Linked DNA regions of Acanthopagrus latus: region 1 is linked to region 2. Evidence: chromatin contacts called from public Hi-C data. All regions are on one chromosome and are shown on one strand. Each heading gives the region's core, a stretch centred on a gene start, on an enhancer-like site or on the middle of the called end of the contact. The rest is flanking DNA. Distances are from core to core; before and after follow the strand shown.

What was found. A called contact is a pair of places that touch in the nucleus more often than the background predicts.
Region 1: a contact with region 2 is called in a Hi-C map of muscle, with 5 times the contacts expected there. The contact joins the promoter of LOC119026307 here to the promoter of rnf17 in region 2. A contact is called at or near these places in 3 of 4 Hi-C or Micro-C datasets (liver and muscle).

What each region holds. Positions count from the first base shown.
Region 1 is chr9:6,194,035-6,200,745 of fAcaLat1.1, reverse strand. It overlaps LOC119026307 (radixin), which reads right to left and starts at 2,656. Exons shown (of 16, transcript XM_037110580.1): 1 at 2,379-2,656.
Region 2 is chr9:6,027,559-6,033,774 of fAcaLat1.1, reverse strand. It overlaps rnf17 (RING finger protein 17), which reads left to right and starts at 3,439. Exons shown (of 38, transcript XM_037110323.1): 1 at 3,439-3,585; 2 at 4,947-5,062. The coding sequence starts at 3,510. It overlaps LOC119026279 (a long non-coding RNA gene), which reads right to left and starts at 2,087. Exons shown (of 3, transcript XR_005077096.1): 1 at 1,929-2,087; 2 at 894-989; 3 at 1-251.

The DNA of each region.
Region 1 (6,711 bases), core at 1,407-3,906, 170 kb before region 2:
ATAATACATTCACTTATCAAATTATACATTACCTACTAAACCAGGCTTAGCAACTAAGTGAGTCAGGCATCAGTGTTTGGATATCACTTAAACTATACAATCTCAACCATCTGATCTGAAATACTTGAGTGCTGAAAGTCTTACTTAAACTTCAGATTTTAATGTCCCCTGCAATGCAGATCTACATCCTGGTTCAACTTAGACCTACTGTACTTATTACTAATGCATGTGTGCACTTTTACATTACAGTGAATGACTATAACGGGTATTTCTGGTACATTCACTTTTGTTCCATCGACTCTTTTATTTGGGGATTACTAGAATGGGCATGTAGCCATGGCAACAAAAGAAACAGGGAAATAAGAGCCAATTTTCAAACGATGTAAACTCAGGTAAATGGAAATAGCATATGTTAAAAACTGACAATGACAAAGGAAAGGGAGATACAAATCTCCTCTAACAAGCCCCAGGACTTAAATCTCAACTATTCAGCGTGAGGAGCTGACTGGACACCACAACCAACACAGAGACATTTCAGACAGTCTCACAGTGGCAGCTGGCGTGCAAAGAGATGGTCAAGATTCAGCCAACTTCACATGCAGAATCTGATTTATCTGCTCATTTTTGTGTGCAAAATAGTCTAAATGTGTTTGAGCATACAGCAAACCAAACCTGGTCAATTCTTGCTGCACGTCAGACTTTTGTTTTCATTTCCAGGGGAGAATCCATCTATCTCCACAGACAGTTCCACTCTTCATAGAACTAAGACTTTATTTTCAAGTGCATACACAAAGATGAGCAGATAAAGATTCACTCTGGGTCCCTGTAGTAGCCAACAGGTATGACTTCAACTGAATTCAGACCTGCCCCGAGTCTGTAAAACAGCACAAAAACAACTATTAAAGTTCACGTCTGGCCAGGACATGACTACATTCTCCCTCTCTGGTCTGGAGCCATGAGATTATTCAACAGGTTACAAAAAATAGCGCTGCTGGGAGAAATCTAAAACCAGCCGTCAGAGGTATCTCATGTCATGATGGTGGAGCCTCTTTCTCAAATGAGTTGTAACTCGGTCCCCGGAGGAGGCGGAGCCGGGAGCAACAGGAGGATTTGACCGACAGGGATAATAGCCAATGAAGTTACTCCCCCTGCCCTAATGAGGCCAATCAGAGGCTCGCTAATTTCCCTGACGCCGGAGGAGCATCTGTTTGTGCCAGATGGAGCTGCCAGCATCATGTGTGGGCGCCTTAATGTATGCGGCTGTATTCAGGACCGCCGTCTACGTAGAAAAGCTGAACTTGTCTGTATTACACACGGTGCGGCTCTGCGTGGTCTCCAGGACGGAGGGTAGAGCCACTTGTAGCCACCCAAAGTTAACGTAGTAACGAGGAGGGAGACACTTTACATACTGTTTACAACCCAGCCTCAGTCTCCTTCACGTACATGCGTGTTTTTCTTTTGCATGAACGAGCGTCCGACCGGTTTCTCACACGATACACGCGAGTTTGTTGTTGTTGTCTGTCTCAAAGTTGAAGCGGTGTGTGTGTGACTTCAGCCGAGACAGACGCAAAGAATAGCGGAATTCTGTATCGACCACAGGTACTTCAGAGAAGCCGGAGCATAAATATGAACAGTGAGAGCCATGACAGCTCCACTGTGACAGCGTGCTAATCGTGTTAGCGGCGGCTGTTTGTTTGCTGCATTGTTGGGGGGTAAAAAAAAAAAAAAAGGCGCGTCGTCAGCAGCGACAGGGACCACGGCTGAAGTTGCCAACGGCGCAGGAAACATTGTTACAGCCCGGAGCGTCACAAAAGAGCAGCGGGGAGCCAACACAACACTGACCCGAGGAATTCCAACTCCGGAGCGAAATAACGAGCCGCGCGAGGCGCGGACACACGTCCGCGGGGCGGCTGCCCGCGTGTACACAGTTGGTCCGAACACCTTTACACGAGAGCTGGTCTCTTACCCGCCTTTTAGCTCGTTCTGGAAAAAGAGGACAAGCATGTAATTACCCCGACTCCTAATGTAAGCCCCGCTCTGTTGCATAACATCTGAAGTGACACACGGCACCTCGGCGCAAAGTGACACCGGTTCACTCACCCCGTCCTCCCGTCCTGAAACGTGCAAAAGAAGCCGGTTAGAGGAGGAGGTGAAGGTGGGGGCAAACTAGCCTCCACTCCGCCTTCAGCCTGCCTGTCAGATAGGTGAGTGTTATATAAAATAAAGAAGTTAGAAGCGCTGCGGCTCGTTAACGGGCCTGCGTAAAAAAAAAAAAATAGAAACAGCGCGCGGCAGCTCCTGGAAGAGAAAATAAATCCCCCACCGCGGTTGAACGGCTTAAAGGAAGCCAAGGCAGAGATGAAGGCGATAAAACTCACCTCTATAGGCTGCGCCGAGGATGTGTCCAACTGTCAGCCCCTCCAGCTGGCAGCCCTACTTTATATATCCACCGCGGGTAAAAATAGAGCTTCACCTCCCCGTCCTCTCTGCGCTGTTTACCGGACACGGTGCGCACCGGCAGGCTTGCGGTGCTGGAGACTCCTCCGCCAGGCAGCAGGCTCCCACGAGCGGAGAAGAGGTACAGACAGTCAATATGGCTGACGAACTTACCGTACCGAGGCGTGGTGAGCCGAGTCCTGCAGATTCACCCCCTCCCCTCCCGCCCTCCCTCTCTCACCCCGTGACTGACGCTGTGCAGAGCAGCCTGCGGCGGGGTGCACCCCGGGGTCCCAAAACTTTAACAGAGCCACGAGGGAGGGAGGGCGTCTGCACCCGCCCCCGAGGTCCTTCTGGTAAATGTGTCAGGTCACTGCCAACCCCACGCTTACTAACCGCCCGTAATGCGCCAGTAATGGTTTATAAAGTGGTCGGGTGACTGTAAAATCGATACAGAGGCTTCACTCAGTGGTTATTAGCACAGCTCTCTCCACATACAATTTGATTTGAACAGTGAAATTCCTCACTGAAGCAGTTGTGGATGCACACAGACCTGCCTCAGGTTGATGAGGGTTCACTCTTCGCTCTCAAGTTATCCTCTCACCTTCAATGTATTGATTAACTGAGTAGTCATCAGTGTAATGGCGGACTGTTTTTCTGGAGTCACTGGTGTAAGTACATTTTGAAGAAACACACGTCAGTATTTTCTGGTGTCAGTAAGGTGGATGTCTTCGGATTGTGAACGCACAAGACGTGAGAATGTCACTCTGGGCTCTGACACACTTTCAATTCTAAACATTATCTGGCGTTCTGTTGGACAGCATCTCACTGATCAATTGAGAGAGTAGCTGACTGTTCAATGGACAGTGAAAATATGTGTTTGAAATTAATCGAAAATAAAACATTGGCTTCAATATTAAAGCACTGTGAAACCGTGACCACGAGGAAGGAAACAGAAGTGGAGTTGCAGCTCTCTACGCAACTCGCTCGCGCAAAAGCCGGAATTATGGGAAGCAAAAAGTTTCTGGTAGTGTTCAGACACTTTCTGTGGGTGAGTTATGATGCTGTTTAGCACCATGTAACACCACTAGTATATTATATCATCAGATGTATTGATCACACATCTAAGAGGCGATTAGAGGCTCATGGACAGCATTGCAATTTAAAGTTACCATGTGGGAAAATCAATCTGACAGGACTCCTGCAAATCACATAGAGGTGGGGACAATGATGATGTGAGCGTGACAGCTCCACCTGTTTCTTCCTTATTGTGGCAGATGATTTTAGATAAATCACTTTAATACACCAATATGCCAATAACAGAGGTGAACAGTAAGCTGCACTTTTAGAAATATAATTACAAATCGATGCAGACCGGCTGCATGCCTCCTCGTGCTGTGACAGGAAAACAACCAGAATTGACAGATGTGTCAATGCCGTGTAGTCCATTCATTTTTTAGGCTTTCAGTTGCATGTGTCGAACAGGGAATTTACTCCAGCGCTGTATAGAAATCATAACCCTTGTGACGTTTGACTGTAAGAATAAACATCACTGAAAGTGGAGGTTCAGTAAACAACTATGTTACCCACACGTGCCTCACCATGCCCCGCTGCTCATCTCCATCTCCTGAAAAAGCTCTCCCTTTCATCACCGCCTGTAAATGAGAGTAGCCGTGTTGTGAAACAGAGCCCATGTGGTTGTGAGGAGGAGAGATGTGTCATCTTTGAGCTGTGAGTCACTGGCATGCAGCTTGCCCAAACCTGAAGTCAGAATGAGAGAACACACCAGGAAACTCCCACCAGTGGTATACAGTGCTGTGTGCGCTCCCTTAGCTTTGGAGCCAATGCTGATGTCAGAATGTGTGCACACATGTAGCATTTACACATTAATGCCACAAAATGTAGCTTCCTGGAGGAAGATGAATAGATTCTCATCCTCAGGTCGTCAGATACTGACACTCTGGGTTAATGACTGACCCGACCTGCTTTAATAGAGGTGGTTGCAATTTTAGAATCAAACATGGCTGATTTTTAGTCAAAATTAGTACATCTCTGCCAAGAAGGGGATCCATTACTGGTATAAATACACTGCATGACACCTCTCAGCAGCACAGCACAAAAATTGGATTTTTATTACCAACCCACACACAGTGGGTCTGTCCCTTGTTTCTTTCTTGTATCCTCAGTGAGAGGATAGGACCCAGAAAGTGAATTCATCATTTACTCCTCTCATTTTACTCACACAGTATTTGAGATGATCCATTTTTAGGACATGTCTCATATTTTCACATCAGAAGTGGTTCATGTCTGGTTCTGAATACAGACAACAGCAGCCCACAGTAGTGTGTGTGCGTGTGTGTGTGTGCCCTACCGTACTGCTACATAGGATTCCAGCCGCTTCATCACAAGCAGAAAGAGAAAGAAGTCAGTTAAAAATGGAGGCTGGATTATGACGGCACATCTCTTGGGAGGCTGATTCGTCTGTTTGGATCTCTGGCCTATTTTAATGTCGCTGACATACATGTGAGACATTTTGTGGAGAGCGAACAATCCTGCATGGTAATGATTTGAAACAGACCGACGGTTGGATAACTGGATGCAGTTATTCCTACACCGTTACTCCAAAACACGCCACATGATGCAGCAGGTGAAAACGCTGACAGAGTTATCATGTTGTGACAGAGAGGACACAGCCGAGGACACTCAGGTTCAACCTGCAAACAGCTGTCTCCCAGCTTAACACCGAGCATGTCCTCATCTCCTCAGCGTGGAGCTGTCTGTTAGAAAAAATAAATGTCAGCTCAGTGCCTCACACATTAACATATTCTTCACATTCCTCCCACACTGGGTTCCTCTTCTACTTTGCACGTCTTCAAGGCCTTGCCCTCGTCACCCTCTAGCGCGTTTTCACAGTTTTAGGAGGTAACGTAGTACATTAAATGGGATTACAGTAATCTCATGGGTGCATTCCAGAAACACAGCTCGTAGCGTAATTCTCTTCCACTAACACAGGTGAACTGAGGTGTTTCTAGTCTTTTAAGCCTTTTGCAAACTCAACTTATCCCTTCATTGAAAGTGTCTTTATGTTTTCATGGAAAAAAAAAACTGTAACAGGCTGCTCATAGGTATCTGCAGCTAAACTTTGATTTCATCAAAATTTACAGAGCTGATATATTTTATTCTGATGTAGTCTGCTTGCAATTTGGGTAATTTGTTTAATTCGATTTTTTAAATTTTCAATTTGATATAGCACCCTGAATTGTATGCATAATGCACTAAAGATTTTATTGTGTATAATTACTTTGTGCTTTATCGAATGATTATGGTGTGGCTGTTATTAAGAGCCTGGGACATGTTCCATCCAGGTTCCATGGGCGCAAAGTGCCTCACAGGGGGTTCGGACACGTTTTTATTATGCGACACTGACACCATGTGGCCACTTACGGACATGACAACAGTTTGTTCTTCTCCAGGGAAACAGGAGATACAAAGGCACTGCAGTAAAAACTTGGTTCACAGCAGAGCATCACTTACTTTTCTCTAACATGTTCCAGCCCATCAGTCATCTATTGTATGTGAATAACTGTAAATACGTATACACATATAATGAATGATTACTACAAAAATCATTTAGAGGTAAAGATCATTTGGTAACAGTTCGGTGTGAACATTTTTTCTTTGGCAGCTAAATTCCTTATTTCTCTCTCCTTCATGAATGCATTACTGCAGCAGTGTGAATGTGTCAAGGGCAGACTGCAAACCATCCCCCAAACAGAGGAGTCCAATCAAACACTGAGAGGCTGTCCCTGAACTGCACACTGAGTGTAAGCTTGTTTTCACACACTGATCATTATGGGAGAATAAGGTAGACAGGTTAGAGCCGTCCGTCTCTGCTCTCTAGTCCAGCTAAACTGGTAGAATAAGGCAGAAATACTGGGATCACGCAAACACTCGAGGGTGTAGTTTGACGCAGCTCCTTCCCATGATCGTAAAATAAGGTGTTCTCTGGCCTCATTCATCATTTTTAAAAGCGTTTAATGAGATTATGTCTGTCTCCAGAACAACTGTGTCCCCGATAGATGTTCATTAAAAAACAAAACAACAACAGCAGCTCCAGTAACATATACACACATGTTTGGAGAGCAAAGTTGTGATGCAAAGTGAAGTCAAACAGATCAGCGACAAAGCATGTGAAGCCCTGAAGTGTGTCTGCTATCAGCACGCACACAAGGCTTCAACCTCACTGCATTACAATCAAAGTAAGGGTTTTGGGAG
Region 2 (6,216 bases), core at 2,190-4,689:
AAGAGATTAGGGAAGGTATAAAGCGGATGTCATTTGCCATCGCCCTTGCTCTCTTCATGCTGTGACCAAGAGGCCTCGGGGGGAGCAACCACTTAAAGCCAATCCACGAGTCTGCTGGCATCTCCTCGCATGTCTGCTGACCTTTCCTTGCTTTGTTATTTTTCTTCAGACGGTAAGGACCCAACCTCAAAGGATAGGCAAGAGGTTGTTACCACACCATCCTCACAAAGCTAGTGGGTCAGGAGGGCTTCCTAATGGATTCAAAGGATGATAAAAAGGTTTTCAATCTGAGTCTGAAAAACAAAATCTGTATGTCAGAGATGAGCTGACGTGGCATCAAGGTTAAAATTTGTATTATTAATGTATTTTATGGCCCATCTGCTTGCATTCTGAAGTTTCCCAGGAGACATCTGATGGCAGGTGGGGGTGCAAGGAATAGAAGGGAGGTTGTTTATTAATAAGACCTTTGAGGTGCACACAAATAGATATCTTCCTATAGACATCATCGCCACAAGAGATGACCCACAATTAGTGATTCAGGAAATAACGGCAATGAAGCGGACGGATGGTTTTATAAGGCCAATATGAGACATCAGGAAAGTGCTAATGAGACAACAGAGCTTAATTAAGAGCATCATTAATGAGTAAGTGATTTGATAGGGGTTTTTAGGGGGGTGCAAGGAGGGCTATTGTTCTTACGGAAACACGAGGAAAATCACCCGAGGAAGGAAGTGACCCACATTTGGGGAGAGGAAAGATGGGGGGCAACCCCCATTCGGCTAACAGGCACCCCCACATCCCCCCCTGGGCAGCCTGCTGATTGGTTCATTACCCATAGTAAACACATCTACTACCCCCCACCCTGGTACACACATACACACATACATACTTACCCTGCCCCCCTTCCAGACTGTCTATAATCATCCCGCCCTGGTGAAGACCGATGTCCAGATTCCTTCAGTCTCTACATAACTCTACACTCTCTCCATCTGCTGGAATTCAACGCGCAGGATGGAGGAATGAAAAGAAAAGAAAAGAAAAGGAAAGGAAAATCTCTTGAGGCAAATAAACAAATCTAAAACAAAAGGCCATTTTTCATTGATACACATGCTGTAAATTTCACCAGGAAACAGGACAAATATTGCATTTCATCTTAGACCTGTCCTATCAAATATCATCAGTTAATATAAGAGACCCTGAATTACTACAAATGCCATCCACAGAATTCACTATGTATATGAAAATGTATATTAGAACATACTGCACATGTTGTCTTTCTTAACCATCCATTAGCTCTGCAGCCGTGAGCTTCTCAACCAATCAATTACCAAAGCAACCAAATAATGAAGATGCAGATTCAGATGTGAACTTATGGTTTTTGCTCCACAGGTTTCTCTACACACACTTTAACAGGAAGATAATACGGGAATTACATCAAACAATACATTTACAGAGTTCTTTTATTTTGTACGTTGATGTCTTGTTTTTGTTTTTGTTTTTACACTATTTGAGACTTTTAATTGTATTTGTATGTATTTCCCTAATTCAGAAAAACACAAGAGGGTGTGTCAGATACATTTGAGGTGTTAAAGATCCCTGGGCCACTGTGTAAACTGATCTTGGATGTTTTCCTGCCTCCCATTAGCAGACAGGTGTACTTTGTACCTGCAGGCCTTTTGACACCCCCAAGGTGGTCTACTTTCCCCTCAGATCAACAGCAGGAGCTGTATTCATTTGGACACTTCTGCAGAGGTGGGAGTTGTACTGTTAAAACACATGTATTTCAAGTTGTTCTTTGGGGCTGCATCCTGCCAGCTCTAAATAGAAAGACCCCTTGATGTGCTGCACTTTCTTTCACCCTCCAGGGATCTAGATGAACGCTCTCTGAAGGTTAAAGTTTTGGTTGTGTTGCACTCTAGATGATTTACCTTTACCATCTGATGTCTGTGCCTCTCTTCCCTCCATTGGCTGTCACTCCCAATTACTGCTGCTTCGCTAGGTAGCCGGCCATTGTCCTCAGGCAGCAGCGCTGCTGGCAGCTGCGCTCAGATGGAAGTGAGTACTGACATGCTGCCATTAGATCTGCTGTGGAGCTTTGCAATTGGTTCAAGGGAAAACAAAAGAATATATCATACAATGTAAAATACAAGAGGAATGTATAATGTTGCAGATTAAGGATGTGAAAAATAAAACTATGAAGAACATACAAAGAGCAAAGACACAACAGGTCAAAAGCATGGTTTTCATGCTGCTTTAGCCTATAGAGACACACTGGTACACAATGAGCTTTCCTTGCATTATGTAGGTATTTCCCAAAGATATCCAAGCACATGTAATGCTGAACCCAGACATGCAAAGACAAAGGGATGCCAATATTTCCAACAGGTGGAGATGCTCACAAGGGTGAAATGTAATGTCAGAGATAAATATTAACCCTTTTTAGATCTCACATCTCTATCTCACATAGTATATATCAATAAAGTACATAAACATGACTATTTGCTCATGTAAGGAGCTCTAGGGTATATCACCGGTGTATACCTTAGTCTCTGGCGCCTCCAAGTGTCCGTAGAAAAACACTACATGTCTAGGACTCATGAAATCAGTGACCAGTTTTACCTACTTAAATTATGTTTAGAACAGAGACAGCTGCAAACAGTAATAGCATCTTTTTTTTGGGGGGGGGGGGGTTGTCCCACAGATTATTCATGTATAACTTATCAATGAACATTTTACAAACCTCACTTTGAACCTCTTACATAAATGCTGCAACGAGACTATTTGCAAAACACAACAAACGAGTCTACATAAAACCTATTTTAGCATATCTACATTGGTTAGCTACACGTTTTAGAATTCATTTTATCCATGTAATGGTCACTTTTAAAGCATATTTGGGGTTGGCCCATGATTATATCTCACACTTAATAAACCCTTATGAGCCTGAACACAGCCTGTGATCCACCTGCCGAGGACTGTTGGTAGATCCAAGATCCAAGACTAAAAACCCAGGGACACTGAGCTTTTGGAGTTATGGCCCCACAACTTTGAGGTAAGCTGCTGGAGGAATTCAGGCCGGCTTTGTTTCTTCTTTTAAATCTCTCTGAAAAACTGTTATTATTGTCACTATTATTGTTACATAATTTACCACTTTTACTTATTTTTTAAAAAATGCATTAAGTTATGCGTAGACTACCTGCTTCTAATGTCATTCTTAAATTATTTGATCATTTTGATAGGAATGCTAGTCCAAGTAGGCTGAGCTTACTGGTATCTCTGCAGGAAAAAGTATAGCCTAACGATAAAGTCTGTTACAGCTCAATATTATGCAATAAGGAAAAACACAAGAACGTAAAAGCCTGAACAGCTGTCTATTACCACATATTACGGTATTCTCAACAACTAAATGACTCCTGTCCTCGGGCCTTGAACGCACCTGTGTGGTCACGTGACAAGCACAAGCCACCACACCGTTGCGTTTGACACGAGAAAAAAACATTTTCATTAAGATGTTAATGATGGAAAGAGGCGAAAACTCCAGCGCTGTAATTTGCAAATTATGTGGAGACCCATTCTCTCTGCCTGGTAGGATATTTGAGCCCCTTTTCTCGCAGTTAAACGCTCAGTTACACCGTGTTTTAGTATAAATTAAGTCATCATTAGCTAAAACAAGTGTGCCGTCTTGCTAGCAAGTGGAAGCGGCCATGTTAACCTAAAGTTAACAAATTTAACGTCTTCTTAGGTCCTTTAGAGTCTTAAAAAGTGTGTTATTATCTAAACTTAAGACTAAAGCGACTAGCTAATGATATAAATGAATATTTTTCAGGGGTTCAAGGGGTTTGTCATTAAGTCTAGGAGGTGGTAGTGACCAAAGTTAGCTTAATTATCAGTCAATCGCACCTATCAAAAACGACTCAACATGTGATGCAGGAATGTTTTGCTAGTAAATATTCTGGTGAAGGACATTCAGTGCAACAGCAAATTGGACGTTTAGGCACTGATTCAAGTGACTGACTTCACAGTATCAGAAAGCAGCACTAAAGCTAGTCTCTCAAAAGTTTTTTTAATTGACGACCGGGTCATTACCATGAACCTGCCTGCTTTGTCCTTTATGTCTGCTGGCATTGCTTACAGGAATATTACTTATGGAATTATTATTATTATTATCATTATTATTATTATTATTATTATTAGTTATGTTTGTAACATGATCTAAGTTTGTCATAGTTACTGGAATTTCTTTTTGTTCATGCTACATTTCAGAAATCAAGTATGGTGTGAAATTGTATTATTACCATAACCAGACCTTTGTTATGGGCTCTGTGTTGTTGAGTTGTGTACTTAAATTTCCAAATGTTTTCAATAACGTTCAAACCAGAGAAATTCACAAGGTAAATGTACCTTTCATGCAAGAATATTAAATCTGGATACGGTGTTGGAGCCATAGCCCGGCTCATTCCTATAGGAGCCAAAGTTTATTTATTTATGTTCATAAATATCTTGTTCTGTGAATAGTTTCTTTCTTGTAATCAAATATGTTTTAAGTTCAATTGCATAATCTTTTAATAGATAAAGAACAGATATTTTAGATGTACCCATATCAATTTCAGGCTGACATTTCTAACTTCCGGGTTACTTACTGTTCAAGTCCATTCCCAGTACGGATACAGATAATTTATTTGGTCGAACAGATACTCATCCGTAGCATTCATTATTTGTGAATCTTTGACCAAATGGCAGCAAACCTTAACATTGTTAAATCACGTAGCAGTCGAGTCAAGAGAACCCTTAATGTTGCTTTGAAGTTTGCTTTTGAATTAAATGAAGGTGTGTAGTGACTATTCACTTTGATAACAGAAGTGTACATGATATCCTCTCTTCTCATTTACACTGACACTGCATTCTTCCTGCTTGTATATTGTGTTTGTCTTTTCTTTCCATTTTAGAGGAGGATGAAGTTGACAGCAACCTGCCTCGTGTGCTCTCATGTGGCCACATCTACTGCACATCTTGCCTGATGTCCATTCAGTATGACAGTGTCATTAGATGTCCGGAGTGTGAGGTAAAATTACCAGTGATCTTTCTCATGTAACTAGAGAGTGAAAGAACTGATGTGTTTATCAAACTTTTATAGGTTCCTGGATGTTATCCACTGTGATTTATTTGATTGGTGATTTTAAAATTATATGTGAAGAAAAACTGGTAAACAGGTGAAGCAAGTAAATCAACATTTTCACTGCATAACTGATCAAGACCTAGTTATCAGTTTTGTCCTTAGTGTTGAGAGTTAAAACTAAGTGTTAATGAAAGCAGCCTCTTGCTGCATGGGATTTAATCCAGCTGCAGTATAAACAGATCACAGTGAGACTAGAAATACTGCATGTGTAATGTATCCTTTAGTTTGACTACTGAATGTCTGAATGGGCTAATAACTAATATGGGTCTTTACCAATTTAACACTACTGCGGTAAATACACTCCATCAACTAGACTTTGCAACATTATTAAATAGATAGCGAGAACCGAGTTATTGCACTACATGAACTGTATTACAGTACTAATTGAATTTATATTTTTAATGACATCCGCACCATTAATAACAAAGGCAACAACATAGAAAAGAGGATCAGTGGAAAATGAAGGAAGTGAACAAATGAAGAAGAACATTTAAAAGAAGGTCTTTGAACATAAATGTCTCAATCAAAAATGTTAACATTACAAAATATCATAGGCTCAAGTAGAAGCATTTGCATTTCCTGTGAAAATACAGTGTGAATGCTGTCAGCTGAAGTGATTTTGAAAAATCTGCTAAATGTACTGGAAAATACTGAAATGCATAAATCTATGATAATGAATGATTCAAGATTTTGCAATTTTTTGAAAGCGGAATTTTTCAAAAGCTGAACGGTTTCTCTAGTTGAAGATAAAGCTGAATATTTGAAAAAGCTGAAAAGGCAGAAAGCTTATTATTTGGAAAAGTACAAGGCTGAAAGATCTCAAAAGGTGAACATTTTGATAGCTTAATGGTTTCTCTATCTGCACATAAGCTGGAGCAGCAGCAGAAACAAAGTTGAAAATGCCCCCATGAGAATGAAATGGAAAAGACCTCCCAAACTCCAAGTCTAGAAAAAAGTGTAATTTGTTGTGGCCAAAATAATTCTACAGTTAGTAAGAGGAGACATTACTGAACCCTGTGATGTGTGTTTTTTTATCATAT